2 separate regions of the Xenopus tropicalis genome follow, and region 2 is linked to region 1. A link is a contact called in public Hi-C data. All regions are on one chromosome and are shown on one strand. The core of a region is the stretch at or near the end of the contact, and the rest is flanking DNA. Distances in the headings are between cores, read along the strand shown.

Region 1 (6,775 bases), core at 2,426-4,925:
GTATAGCAGTCTTGAGGTGGTTAATTCCTCTGGCTTATCTCACCTAGGGAATAATTAGCAGGTTAGATCTGCTAGCAACCTAGGGTCTTTAGAGAACCAGAGACCCAAAATGAAGAGTGCTGCTAGTTTACAAAAGTGAAAAGGACTCTGAAAGAAACTATTTTGGTCTAGAAAAGGTATAGTGACCCTGTGAATCCCAGTAGGTTTCTTGTCCCAGTAAGGGACTCCTGTAGTAGTTAGTAAGCTGGAGACCAGAGTAGCAAGGGGTTTTGTTTGTAATTCTTTGGGGGGTTTTTTGTTACATTTGACATTTTAGTTTTAATGAATTGTCACTAATCCTGCTCAAACCATCCAAAAGTTGGTATCTAAATCTTGTTAACAATACATTGCCCCCGATTAAGCTTACATTTTTGGTTAGAGGTACCCCAAAATGATTCAAGAACATATAGACTGGATGGTGGGAGGCTGAATTGAGAGTCAAAGGATAATAAAACAACTTTATTTCACGAATAAGAGCTAAACCTCACTAATGTTATGTAGGTTATGGCTGTGAGCAGGTCCGCCATCAAGAGGGTAGAGGGGGTGCTGCAGTTAGGGGTCCCAAGAGACCTAAAGTAGAAGAAGGGCTAAATCACTGGGGGGGGGTTTCCAAATGTTAGGCACCCCCCAGTGATTGTAATCACTTAATGCAGGTGAGCGATCCTCTTCCTGCCTTTTCCTTTTGACAAGATCCCAAGGCCCGCACATGCACAGATGAGTGAAAAGCCAGTTTTTTGTTTAAGTTTGGCTTTTTACTCCACTGTGCATACGTGAAGACTAAAGAAGGAAGATGATCATTTCATTGCATAAACCAAGGCAAGTGGAGTTTTTTTCACTAACAGGAGCACCGGCCAGAGATTTCAGGTAAGCGATAAAAATCACTGGGGGGGTGCCTAAAATTTTTGCACCCTCAGTGATTGTAAATTCCCTTCTCCTTTAAAGGAACAGTTCCATGTAAAAATGAAACAGGGTAAAACAGACTGCACAAACTAAAAAATATTTCTAATATAGTTAGGCAAAAATGTAATCTATAAAGTCTGGAGTAAGAAGACATCTAACATAACAGCCAGAACACCACTTCCTGCTTTCAGCTCTCTAACCTCGTAGTTAGTCAGTGACTTTGGGGGGCCACATGGGATGTAACTGTTTAGTTGGTTTGTGAGCACGCAGGTCAGATTCAAAAGCAAACTAACTGAACAGTTATGTCCCTTATGACCCCCCTCTAGTCACTGATTGGTTACTGACTGCTAACAGCTTAGAAAGCTATATGGAAAACATTTTTTTATTTTTTGCAGTCTATCTATTTTACTCAGTTTAATTTTTATACTGAACTGTTACTTTAAAGGAGAACTAAAGCTTAACTAAAAAAAGTTAAAAAAAATGTTGTACATTATGTTTTGGCCTCCTGTACCAGCCCAAGGCAACCACAGCCCTTTAGCAGGCAAGATCTGTGCCTATAAGCTCCCCATCTTCTTTTCTGCTGATTCCTTGCATATGCTCTGTGCTGCTGTCAGTTACTGAGCTTAGGGACCCACTCACAATATACTGTATATGTATGTATAACTTTATTTATAAAGCGCCACAAGGGTCCGTAGCGCTGTACAATCTTACAAAATTACACACAGGGGGACAAGTGTTATAATAAATAAAAACAATAAATATATATAAATACACAGGGAATAAGTGCCATGTGGTATGAGTCACAGTAGGAAGGAGGTCCTGCCTGTAGAGCTTACAATCTGAGTGGTTGGGTAACATACAGGCACAAATTGGAAGGTAAGAGTGAATATATAGAGAATATGTCACAATATAAAGCTGATTAGTAAATAGTACAGATTATTACTGCATGACGGCTCTGAAACCAGTGTGATTAGCTGCAGAATTTAATAATAAGCCCTGTAGCATTATTACAGACTAACCTCATTTGCTGCTTGATAATTTGCAGTGCTTAGCCTTTCAATAGCTGCTCATAGCACACTGAGAATGTGAGTGTCAGAGACACTTCTAACAGATTGCAGTATGGTGACCACCTGTGACAACTTTGAAGTACTGGATCATTACTTTTATAAAGATGCTGAACATGACTAGTTCAGTATATAAAATATGGTATTACTAGCAATATTTTTTTTTAGTGTTTAGTTCTCTTACAAGAGAGTTGTCAGGTTTTGCTTTGGGTTTTAGCATAAAGGGAGTGCCTGGGATGGATCAGTGGTTTGGCTCTATTTCTATTAACAATGTATGGCTTGAAAACAAACATGAACCTTGATGTGTTTAATGTTTCTTATATTAAATTAGTAAAAAGGTTTCTTGATAAAAAAAAAAGTGTAAAGTGATACATGTAGTGGCGTAACTAGTATTGGGGCCGCAGGGGCCCACTAAGGATCCATGACAAATACAGACACATTGTGGGCCAGCCATAATCCCTATTCTGCCCCACTGCAGCTTGCAATCCCATTCCAGATGTCCTAATGTCCACAATGCCTGTTTCAGACCCTGACCCTTCAACACAGTGGTTCTCAACCGGTGGGTCTGGACCCCTTTGGGGGTCGAACGACCCTTTCACAGGGTTCGCCTAAGACCATCTGAAAACACATATTTCCGATAGTCTTAGGAATAATTTTATGGTTGGGGGTCACCACAACATGAGGAACTGTATTAAAGGGTTGCGGCATTAGGAAGGTTGAGAACCACTGCTTTAACATTTAGTACTAGTATGTGGGGAGGGTGGAAAGTAAATGTTGGTAAGAGTTACCACCTGGCTGGTAAAAAAAGATGCATCATGCCAATGTTATAGGGAACAAAGATTCAGATATAAAAAGGCCAGTGTTTTTCTCCAGAAAAGGTGGCAACATTTTACTAACAGAGAGCTCAATGTTACTTCACTGGAACATGGAACCAGGGAGTAAGAGAGACTAGCACATGGGGTGGGGTAAAGGTGGGAGAAAAGGCACATTAGTTGAATGGTGCAGTAAAGGGTTGGCTAGCACACCTGTGGGTTTAAAAGGAAGAGAATGGCATTTGCACAGAATTACATGTGGGAAAAGACAAATAAATAAGCAAGAAAGGGAAAGATAAGCAGGAGAAGAGACAACATTACACACTAAATAGGAGAAACAAGAACACAATGGCGGAAAAGAGGAGCATAATTCCGTATCACATTTTCAGCTTTATTGGGTCAGCCACAGTGTGGTACTGGCCCACCAGGATAACTCCCGGTGGGCCCAGGTGTCAGTGGGCTCTCCTGCTCCTGACCATTTGGCCTGTTTCATGTTCATTCCCTATTTCTGAATTGGAACAAACAGGTGAAATAGATGAAAAAATAGATCCTAGCATGTAAATAAAAGAGACTAGGAGAATAAAGAGGTTGAGTGAGGAAAGGAGGAAAAATACTTTGGAGAGTGGGCCCATGGCCTAAGGTTTTCTGGTGGGCCCCTGGGGTCCCATTCCGACACTGGTCAGCCATATAGTCCACAAAAGTTTGGTTGGCAAATCAGGCAAAATCTACATGCTATAAACAGCTTTACTTGCCATTTGTGATATTATATGAAAATTGCTAAATGCTCTCTAGGCAGCCCTTCCGCAAAATAACTGCATTATAAGAACTGTTTAACCTCGGAGGGGACGTGTAGGCTCACTGTCACGTGGTGTAGAAGCCATCCCTGCCCTGTTACCACGTGACTTTCCGCTCTGACTAAACATGGCGGCGCCCATGGAGCTAGTGCTTAGCGCTGACGCTACAGGACAAGTTGCAAACTGCACGGTTTGGGAGCCGGTAACGGGCTCTGTGCTTCTGACTTATAGAGGGGGAAATACATCGAACCGGGGATTGGCGGTACTCGGTGGTCAGTACTTGCTGGGCGCACAGCTCGGCAAAAACTATATCAATGTGTGGGAGCTGCAGAGACGGGTAAGGTACCGGGCCGCGCTTTGGCTGGATGTTAGTAATGTTTGCGTTCTACCTTTGTTACTGATTATGGGGGGGCTGTAGTTTTATAACAGTTCCCGCTTGCTTTACATCAGGCATTTTGTATCCCTATATGATTCTCAGAGAATAATCCTGACAGGACTGGCCATTTTCTTTTTAAATCAATGAAGTAAATGTGCGAGGCTACTCAGATTTTAGATCGGCCAAGTTTTGTGCTTTCAGAAATGTCAAGATTACAATACTATGCTTCTTGTGACTCTCCACTCCAACTGTGACTGAACTGGTGTCACTCTCAGCCAATATTAACTGTATGTGCTGAAAATGCAGTTGTTGAAAATGAACTGTGTGCATTGCTTAGACACAGGCTAGCCAAAAATACTAGTGATTAGTTTAGTGTGGGTTTCCATGGTCTCTCAGCAATGTGACATTTCTTATTATAACAGATAAAAGCAATTAAGACAAGGTGTATGGCTGGTTCTAAAGCAAAGTGCATCCCACAACTTAATATGGGTTTCTTGAGAAAAAAGGATAAGAAATGCTGCACTAATGGAATTGTGCACTGACTTTTCAGATTTATCCACTTCACTGGATTCATTGAGAAAAGAGGGATGCCGGGTTGGTGGAACTTTTGCAGTAAAGGACTAAAATCTGATTCAGTTAAATTTTGTGACATATTAAATAGCCAGGAAAATTGAAAACTGACATTTGGCTAGTGGTGGGAACTAGGTATATCACCAGGCTCAAGTTTTTTACTCGCAGAAGAGCATTTACAGCCTCTGGTGACAGAAATGCCATAGGATCGGGTTATAGGATGCCCGAGATTGTTATAGCTTCTAGTATAGAGTACCGGTATCCTCGTTTTTTTTTTTGTTTTGTTTTTTTTTTAGGATAATTGGGGACCCTTTGGTGTCTAGCATGAAGTTAGTCTTAAGCTGGCCATACACGTGGCGATCGGACGATGTTTCGTGCAACCATCAGATCCGCCTCACACAGTCAGGGCTGAAACAATAGGATTTCTACCTCCTTCTGCCGATTCAGCCCTGACGGCAGATTTTGGTCAGGCGTCTTCTATGGCGCCCGATCAAAATTTTCTAAGCTGGCCGATCGGCGAGTCGTCCGATATCAGCAGCTTCCTGAGATATCGGTCGACTCGCCAACATGCCATAAACGCACCGAATATCGTATGAAACGAGGTTTCGTACGATAGTATCGGTGCGTGTATGGCCAGCTTAAAGGTGGCCATATACATTACAATAATGATCTTTCGCAGGAAGGCTCGTTCATCCTCTCCACTAATGTTAAGAGCTGAATCATCAGATATGCAGGTAGAAACAATATAATTCTACCCTTATCTGACAATTTAACATTAACTTACTGCCACCACCCTGGCTGATCGACAATATGACTGAAATCCAAGAGTTTTGCGAATAACTTTTTCCTTGTCTACCCACCATACACACACTGAATATTATACGAAACCTTGTTTTATATGATAATATCAGTGAATTTACGGGCACCTTAAGATGAACCTAGTGTGTCACTTAATTGTTTTATTTTGTTTTCCTTCAGATATTTATTTGAGAACTGATCTAGGATACTTTTTAAGTTTCTGTGACTGAAACATAACCAGTCTTTTGGGGCACACCATCATTGTTTTACCTGTTTCTATATGTTTAGGACCAGTTGCAGCAGAAGATTGTATGTCCAGGGCCTGTGAACTGCTTGGCTACCTCTCCGAATGGACTTTACCTAGTGTCTGGCATTGCTGAAAGTATTTACCTTTGGGAGGTGAGGCAATCTTCAAATTGTGGGATTTGCATCATGTCATAGAAAAGATAAATGGATATATTCTTCATAGCTTTCTCTTTTTTTTTTTTTATACATTATTTTATTTACATGAATAATCCAAGGTATTCTGCACATGTTCTACAAGCTTTAAACCTTTAGACGTTCTTTAGTTGCATATGTATGTTTACTTAAACTTAATAATATTAAGTTAATACAATATTAATGCGAGTTAATACAATATTATTATTAATAATAATTAAGATAATACCAGTATGCCGATATAAGTTTATATTGCTCATATTTCAATTTGCCTATTTTTCTGTTAGGTTTGCACTGGACGCCTCCTTGCTATACTAAACAATCACTACCAAGATGTCACCTGCTTGACTTTCACAGATGACAGCAGTCATATCATATCTGGAGCCAAGGACAGCTTGGTTCTGGTGTGGAGTCTTTACAGGTAGCCAAACTTCTTTCTTATAAGATTATGTCCTTTCAATAGTGTGTAAGTTAAGTGCCAAATAAGGGAAACGAAGATGCAGGCTCTTTAATGCCAGACTTTCAACATTTTTAACGGGCTCAGTGTCATGTCAGATGAAGGCAAAGTTGCCCAATATTTTGGTTGTCACAAAAAAAAAGCAAAGAACAGCTATGCTCTGTCTCCCATGTCTTGTATTAGGTATCTAAGGCATACAAAGGTGAAAATAATAACTCATAATAGGGTACTGCACCTTCAGGAGAGAACATACTTTCAACGCGCTTGCGAGGGGACATGATTACTCTGTACAAGTACATTAGAGGGGATTATAGGCAGTTGGGGGATGTTCTTTTTTCCCATAAAAACAATCAACGCACCAGAGGTCACCCCTTTTAGATTAGAGGAAAGGAGTTTCCATTTGAAGCAGCGTAGGTGGTTTTTCACGGTGAGGGCAGTGAGGTTATGGAATGCCCTTCCTAGTGAGGTGGTAATGGCAGATTCTGTTAATGCCTTTAAGAGGGGCCTGGATGAGTTCTTGATCAATC
Region 2 (6,440 bases), core at 310-2,809, 350 kb before region 1:
AGGCCCTAGCATTTTCAGCACACAAAAGCTCAAATAGCCCCCAACTAGCGCTCTACTACACAGTCACTGTCTATGGCATCTTTCAGCAGTCCCTCTGGCATTTGCCAGAACCCACAGACTGGCAGTCTGAGCCTGCTGGCAGGGATTATTTACTAAGGGGGGGTAAGGTGCAGAATTTTTTTTCCCCACAATACAAAGTGGCACAGAATGACATTAAATAAAAAGTAGAATTTATTGCAGTAACACATTCCTGGGTCTGAATTTGTGCACCTAGGTCTCAAGCTGCCACGCTTCCACTACAAGCAATACTTTCTATTTTTATATTGGTGCAAGGCATTGTGTCTCAACCCTTTCTCCTTGTAGATTGTAAGCTCTTTTGGGCAGGGCCCTCTTCACCTCTTGTATCGGTTATTGATTGCTTTATATGTTACTCTGTATGTCCAATGTATGTAACCCACTTATTGTACATCGCTGCAGAATATGTTGGCGCTTTATAAATAAATGTTAATGTAATGTAAAAGGCATTGCCTAACCGTAATGTGTATGCCTATAGATTCAGATGCTTTAATTTTTTATCTGCGTCTATGCATCTATCTGCATTCTATGCATTCTAGTGACCCAAATACCCTTAATATACTAACCTAGTTCATTTTAAACATGGTAATATAAAAATGTAATCCAAGCAATCCAAGCTCTTTGGTAAGACCAGCTTTGGACTGGGAACCCAGGGACCCACAAGAAAACCTTAGACCCACTTTCCAAATTATTTGTCCTCCTTCCCCACCCAACCACTTTATTCTCCAAGTCTCTTTTATTTACATAGCATCTATTCTTCCATCTAATTCTTGACTTTCTTCCCATTCAGAAATAGGGAATGACCATGAAACAGGCCAAATGATCAGGAGCAGGAGACTGACACCTGGGCCCACCATGAGTTCTCCTGGTATCCAGTCCAACACTGGGTAAGACTCATTTTGGTTTGTCTTTTAATTGTTTTATGCATTATAGATAGAGAGAGAAAAGTAGACATATAACAGTTACTAAATAATAGAAATACACACACATATAATCACACTCACAGAGCGGTGCTGTAATAACAAAAAGATGTTACCTTTCTCCTCCTCATTGCGCTGATCTGTAGTGAAAGCAATAAGATTGCGGCAAGACCAAGCGCAAACTAGTGGGATTGATGGGCAGTGACTGGTCCGTGGTCTTTTGTCCCACTCACATACGTACCCCACATCCATGCTGACAGCAAACACGCACCTACTAACTATGGGAGAAGGGCTACAGATCGGGGGAACAGAAACACAATGGCTTACATTGGGAATGGACTGACTGACTGCAGCTATAAGAAACGAAGGCGGACGACAAGAAGCGTCAAAAAGCGAAAATATGCTAGAACCTTGCGTAGGGGATTTGCTACTAAACTGCTCTGGTTACTGCTGGTTCCAGAATCCCGTAGGATAACAAGGTTCTACGTAAAACCAGTAATGAAAGTTCCCGGCTACATTAGTGCGTCTCACGGAATAAGCGTCTCAATGTCGCTTTCCGATGGCGTCATCCTTAGATTAGCATGCCGACCTCTCCCGGCGTGCATCGTGGCAAATGCCTAAATTGCAGCTATAAATTCAATCTTTCTCTTCTGTTTTTCATGTACCCAGTAAATAAAACAATATCAAGTAATATTTATTGCTGCTCGGTGTAAATATACATATAGACATACAAAATTGTCACTCCAATATAACCGAATCAAAAGCTAGGGGCTTTAAATAAGAACCGGCGCTAAGGTATGTTTGTGCTCGCTTCGGCAGCACATATACTAAAATTGGAACGATACAGAGAAGATTAGCATGGCCCCTGCGCAAGGATGACACGCAAATTCGTGAAGCGTTCCATATTTTGCACTTATCTTATCAAATGGATATTGGAGTGAAAAACAAACCATGTATATTTATATATATATATATGTATTTAGTTTGTTTTTCACTCCAGATGAAGGCTTCTGTGTGAGACCCAATCGTTGAGTAATAAACCTTTCTATTTTTACATTTACATTTTGCTCACACTTTACTTTGGAAATAAATGTAATTTGGGACTATTTTAATTTAATATATATATATTCTCCACTCATCTAATAAAAAATGTGTATTTGTGAACAGTGTGTGTGTTTGTGTATATATATATATATATATATATATATAGATTTACACACACACAGGATTATGATTTAAAAACTAAAAATCTTTAGTTCCCCCCTTTATTATGCTGTGAAGATGGTTTCTTCCTACAGTCAGTGGTGTAACTATAGAGGAAGCAGACACCATGGTTGGGGGGGGGGCACCAGGGGCAGCCTGGACCATAGGGTCTGGTTCCTCTATAGCAGGGGTGGGCAAACTATGGCCCGCTGTCTCCGGCCCCCTTAAAAGAATGACGGGCCCTGATTGGTTGCGCCCCATGCATGCGCATAGCGTCAGCACACACGGGGCGCAACCATATAAAAGAATGCACTGGGGAGCCGGGGAACAGAAGGACGGGACGGAGGAAGCAGCGGGTCGCTGGCGGAGGGAGCCGCAGGTCATGAAGGATGCTGGGGGGGAGCTGAGAGGCCCCATAATTTTTGATGGCAGCCCCGGGCGTAACGCTGTCCCGGCCCGGTCCGGCCCGTCTGTTAGTCAATGTGGCCCCTGACCCAAAAAGTTTGCCCACCCCTGCTCTATAGTCACTCTCATTGATAAAGTTAAGGGTGCCCGCTGCTTAATATTTGCCAGGGTGGTGGCCAGGTACCTGTGTGCGCCAGACCCCTCCAAAAAATGATTGTGGAAATGTGAAATATGGCAAAATCAGGGAATGTAAAAGTGAGATTTCACTGTGTCTCATCCCACTTGTTGTGGGATGAGATACACAGTGTATCTACAAAGAAGTCAATGGAGATATTGAGCAGACCATGGGTTGTAAAAATCCCTTGCAGGGCCACAGATTTTTCTTAAGAAGAGACGGTATCAATGTAATTGTTTTCCTCACATTATTTTTCATTATACTATAGTTACTTTTTTATTTCTGTATTTTCTCTTCCATATTATATTAACAATGTCTGCATTGTGTCACTAGGTGGCGCACACAGGAAAACTAAGAGCAGATCAAAGCATCTGCTAAAATCTGTAGAAAATGTTATTTCAGTAAAGGCTATAGATATTGGTGAAACCATCCCCTCAGGTTCCTTATTGCACCCTTGTAGATAAACTACAATACCACTGAGCAGACTGCCTCAGAGACTATTTATGGCTGTGGCACACACAGGTTGAAACAATTTTGACCCACTCATCAGTAGTTAGAGTTTTGATAGCTGCTACTTGTGGTGCCAAAACCCCAATACCAGACTGGAATTGCTGTTCTTTATCTTGCATTAGAAGCACAGTGGGCTTCCCACCACTTGATGAACACTAAAAATGCACAAATGCACTGGGATCTTCCCACCCTATGAAGCTGCCACAGCATCAGTAACACCACCTTCCCGTTTGTATTATTCACCACCATACTCCCTCAAGCAGGGCCAGATTTATAAGTCAAATGCTTCTTGGTCATACAGCCGCTGCACTTACCCTCCTCACCCTTGCTGTTGCCCCCTCTTCCCCATGTTTTTGAGGGCACATGGAAGTTTTCAGTTATCAGGTTGGAAGAATTGGGTGCATGGGAGATTTAAAAAGATCTGCTGGTCCCTAGTGCTTCAGAACAAAATTTAGATGTGCCATTCTAGGCCCAAGCCTTTGTGGCCATTGCACAGATCCAGACCTGGGATCAGGAATAGTTGGTAATGTCTGGTTGTCACTCATAGCTCCTCCACCCTAACATGGTGCAGATATCCTCTACACTGTCTGGTTCCGCAGACAGTGTGACAGCACATACTGGAAACGTAAGGTCCTAGGATAATGTAGGACGCCTCTCTGCAAACACAGGGACCCTTCTTAACTCTACAGCACATGTGCAACAGTTGAGTTGAACACATACACAGCAGCAATAGTTCCTACAGTATCTCAGGCACTTATGTTCCCAAAGGTACCTGGCCAAGCAGCTGTGATCCTTTCTGGCAGGTCATTGGGTGGGATGAACAAAAAGCATCATTATACACCAGTATACTCATTTAAAAAAGACATTTCACACTGCCAGGAAGGTTTTACGGATTAAAAGTTGCCTTCTTTTCTTAGTTGTAAGATATACACACATATATACACAAGAGCAGCACACTCATTTAGGACTATAATGTAGTTTACAGTAATAAATAGATTTACATGTTCAGATTTCAGCAACCAAGTGGTGGTTACTCTTGGAACCCTTTTTAAAGGCCAAGAAGAACGCTCAAACAGCACTCTGAAACGGTGAAAGAAAAGTTGTTTATTTGTCATTTTGAGTGCTGCAGGAGTGTTCATATTAGTATCTAACCTACCAGGAAATTATGTAAGCTTCTAAGTAAGTTACAAGTCAGGACACTTTAATTAACCACCGCCCCCCACGTGATTAAGCCTTTCCTTGTCTTTAATAGTCAATGTCTATTAATCTCCATTTGTTATGTATAGTATCTCTGGTTTCTTTAAGGTTCTTAAACAGAAGTACATGGCACTAATGTGTTATTCACTTTGTTGTGGGATATTGTAACAAGATCACAATGGTAGTTTTTGTGTTTTTCCCTCTACTGCCAGCTCCAACCATCCCTTACCACAGACTCTGCTGCAAACCCTACCCTCTGCCCACACTCCCACCCCCACATGGACACTTGGTGCAAGGACACAGAGCCCCCCAGAATTTCTCCCTTTAGCTTAGTGGGCTAGAACCACACTGCCGGGCTTAATTGATACTGTCATAAGAAAAGTAGTGTAGTGTATGGATTACTGTACTTTTGAAAAATGTATTACATTTTTTAATATTAGTATGTTACTTTGAAAAAAGGGATCACCTTCTTGATATTTTCATGGCTGTTTCTCTTTCCTTAATGGCAAAGCAAAGAAGTCACCTTGCGATATGGAAAGACACTAGATACAGATTTATTACTGGGCAAGACTTCTGAGTTCACTTTAGCTTAAAAAAACAAAAAACACTGCATCTTTCCCACTGGCATTTTCTCGCCAAAACATTTCAGGACTGTGGCAGACGGGGAGACTAGTCGCCCGCAACAAATCTCCCTTGTTGTGGGCGACTAGTCTCCCCAAAATACCATCCCACCGGCAAGTATGAAAATCGCTGGTGGGATGGCATACGCGGGGGAAATCAAGGAAGTTGCCTTGAGTGGAAACTTTCACGATTTCGGGAAGATTAGTCGCCTGCGACAAGGCATGTGCCACAGCCCTCAGAAGCACAGGAGTCCCAAGACCCATTAAGACCAATAAACACCTTGTAAAGCACTGGGTATGTGTGATAGAATGTGGTAATAGGTTACTGCCCGGGGGCACATTTGCCCAGTGTTGATAAATTATCCCCAGTGACTCTTGCATCTGCTTGCATCTTTATGTATGCACTTCTTGGAGCATAAATATGGAGCTGAAAGTTATGCAACAAGGAAATACTTGTCAATAATATTAAAAGAATTTCCATATATGGAAATAAATCTTGGCGCAATATAAATGATGATGAACACTGCACATTAGACACAGGGATGCCCTCAATAAACAGTCAAGAAAACCTTTGAACCCAATTAAACTAGAAGAACAAGTTGTTCTGTGTTTTATGTACATATACATAACTTTGTTTTTAAACTGCTACTAGGAAACGCAGCACTGTATAATTTTACAATATGGAAAAGTACACACAGGGAGGATAAGCAGTGTAATAAATATACAGCCACATGGTAAGAGACACATTAAGAAGACAGCCCCTGCCCTGTTGAGCTTACAATCTAAGTGAGTGCACAAACAGGTGTAAAAGTACAGTTTTGCCCACTGGCAAGACAGGCCTAAATAATTTCCTAGAGCTTCAAAAAGCAGGATCTTAATTGTCTTTGAAGAGACTGAGAGACAGTGTTCCCTACAGAGGAATCTAATTGAGTTATACGTTTTAAGTCAATCAGGATCAAAGGAGGAACTGAGGAAGGAGAGGCTAGAACAGAGCATTAGATGAACCAGATGCGTTAAAGGAACAGTAACACCAAAAAATGAAAGTGTATAAAGGTAATTACAATATAATGTACTGTAGCCCTGCATTGCTACAACTGGTGTGTTTGCCTCAGAAAGACTACTATAGTTTATATAAGTAAGCTGCTGTGTAGCCACGGGGGCAGCCATTCAAAGGAGAAAAGGCACAGGTTACTTAGCAGATAACAGATAAACCCCCATTATATGGGGCTTATCTACTAGTTATCTGCTATGTAACCTGTGCCTTTTCTCCTTTTTCCAGCTTGAATGGCTGCCCCCGTGGCTACACAGCAGCTTATTTATATAGTAGCTTTTCTG

Evidence for each region. A called contact is a pair of places that touch in the nucleus more often than the background predicts.
Region 2: a contact with region 1 is called in a Hi-C map of brain, with 5 times the contacts expected there. The contact joins the promoter of med16 here to the promoter of wdr18 in region 1. A contact is called at or near these places in 3 of 5 Hi-C or Micro-C datasets (brain, gastrula embryo and neurula embryo).

Annotation. Positions count from the first base shown.
Region 1 is chr1:100,443,013-100,449,787 of UCB_Xtro_10.0, reverse strand. It overlaps wdr18 (WD repeat domain 18), which reads left to right and starts at 3,675. Exons shown (of 10, transcript NM_001037264.1): 1 at 3,675-3,946; 2 at 5,642-5,752; 3 at 6,079-6,212. The coding sequence starts at 3,737.
Region 2 is chr1:100,788,353-100,794,792 of UCB_Xtro_10.0, reverse strand. It overlaps med16 (mediator complex subunit 16), which reads right to left and starts at 1,559. Exons shown (of 14, transcript NM_001079173.1): 1 at 1,112-1,559. The coding sequence starts at 1,247. LOC116408565 (a small nuclear RNA gene) reads left to right here and starts at 1,799; the gene lies at 1,799-1,905.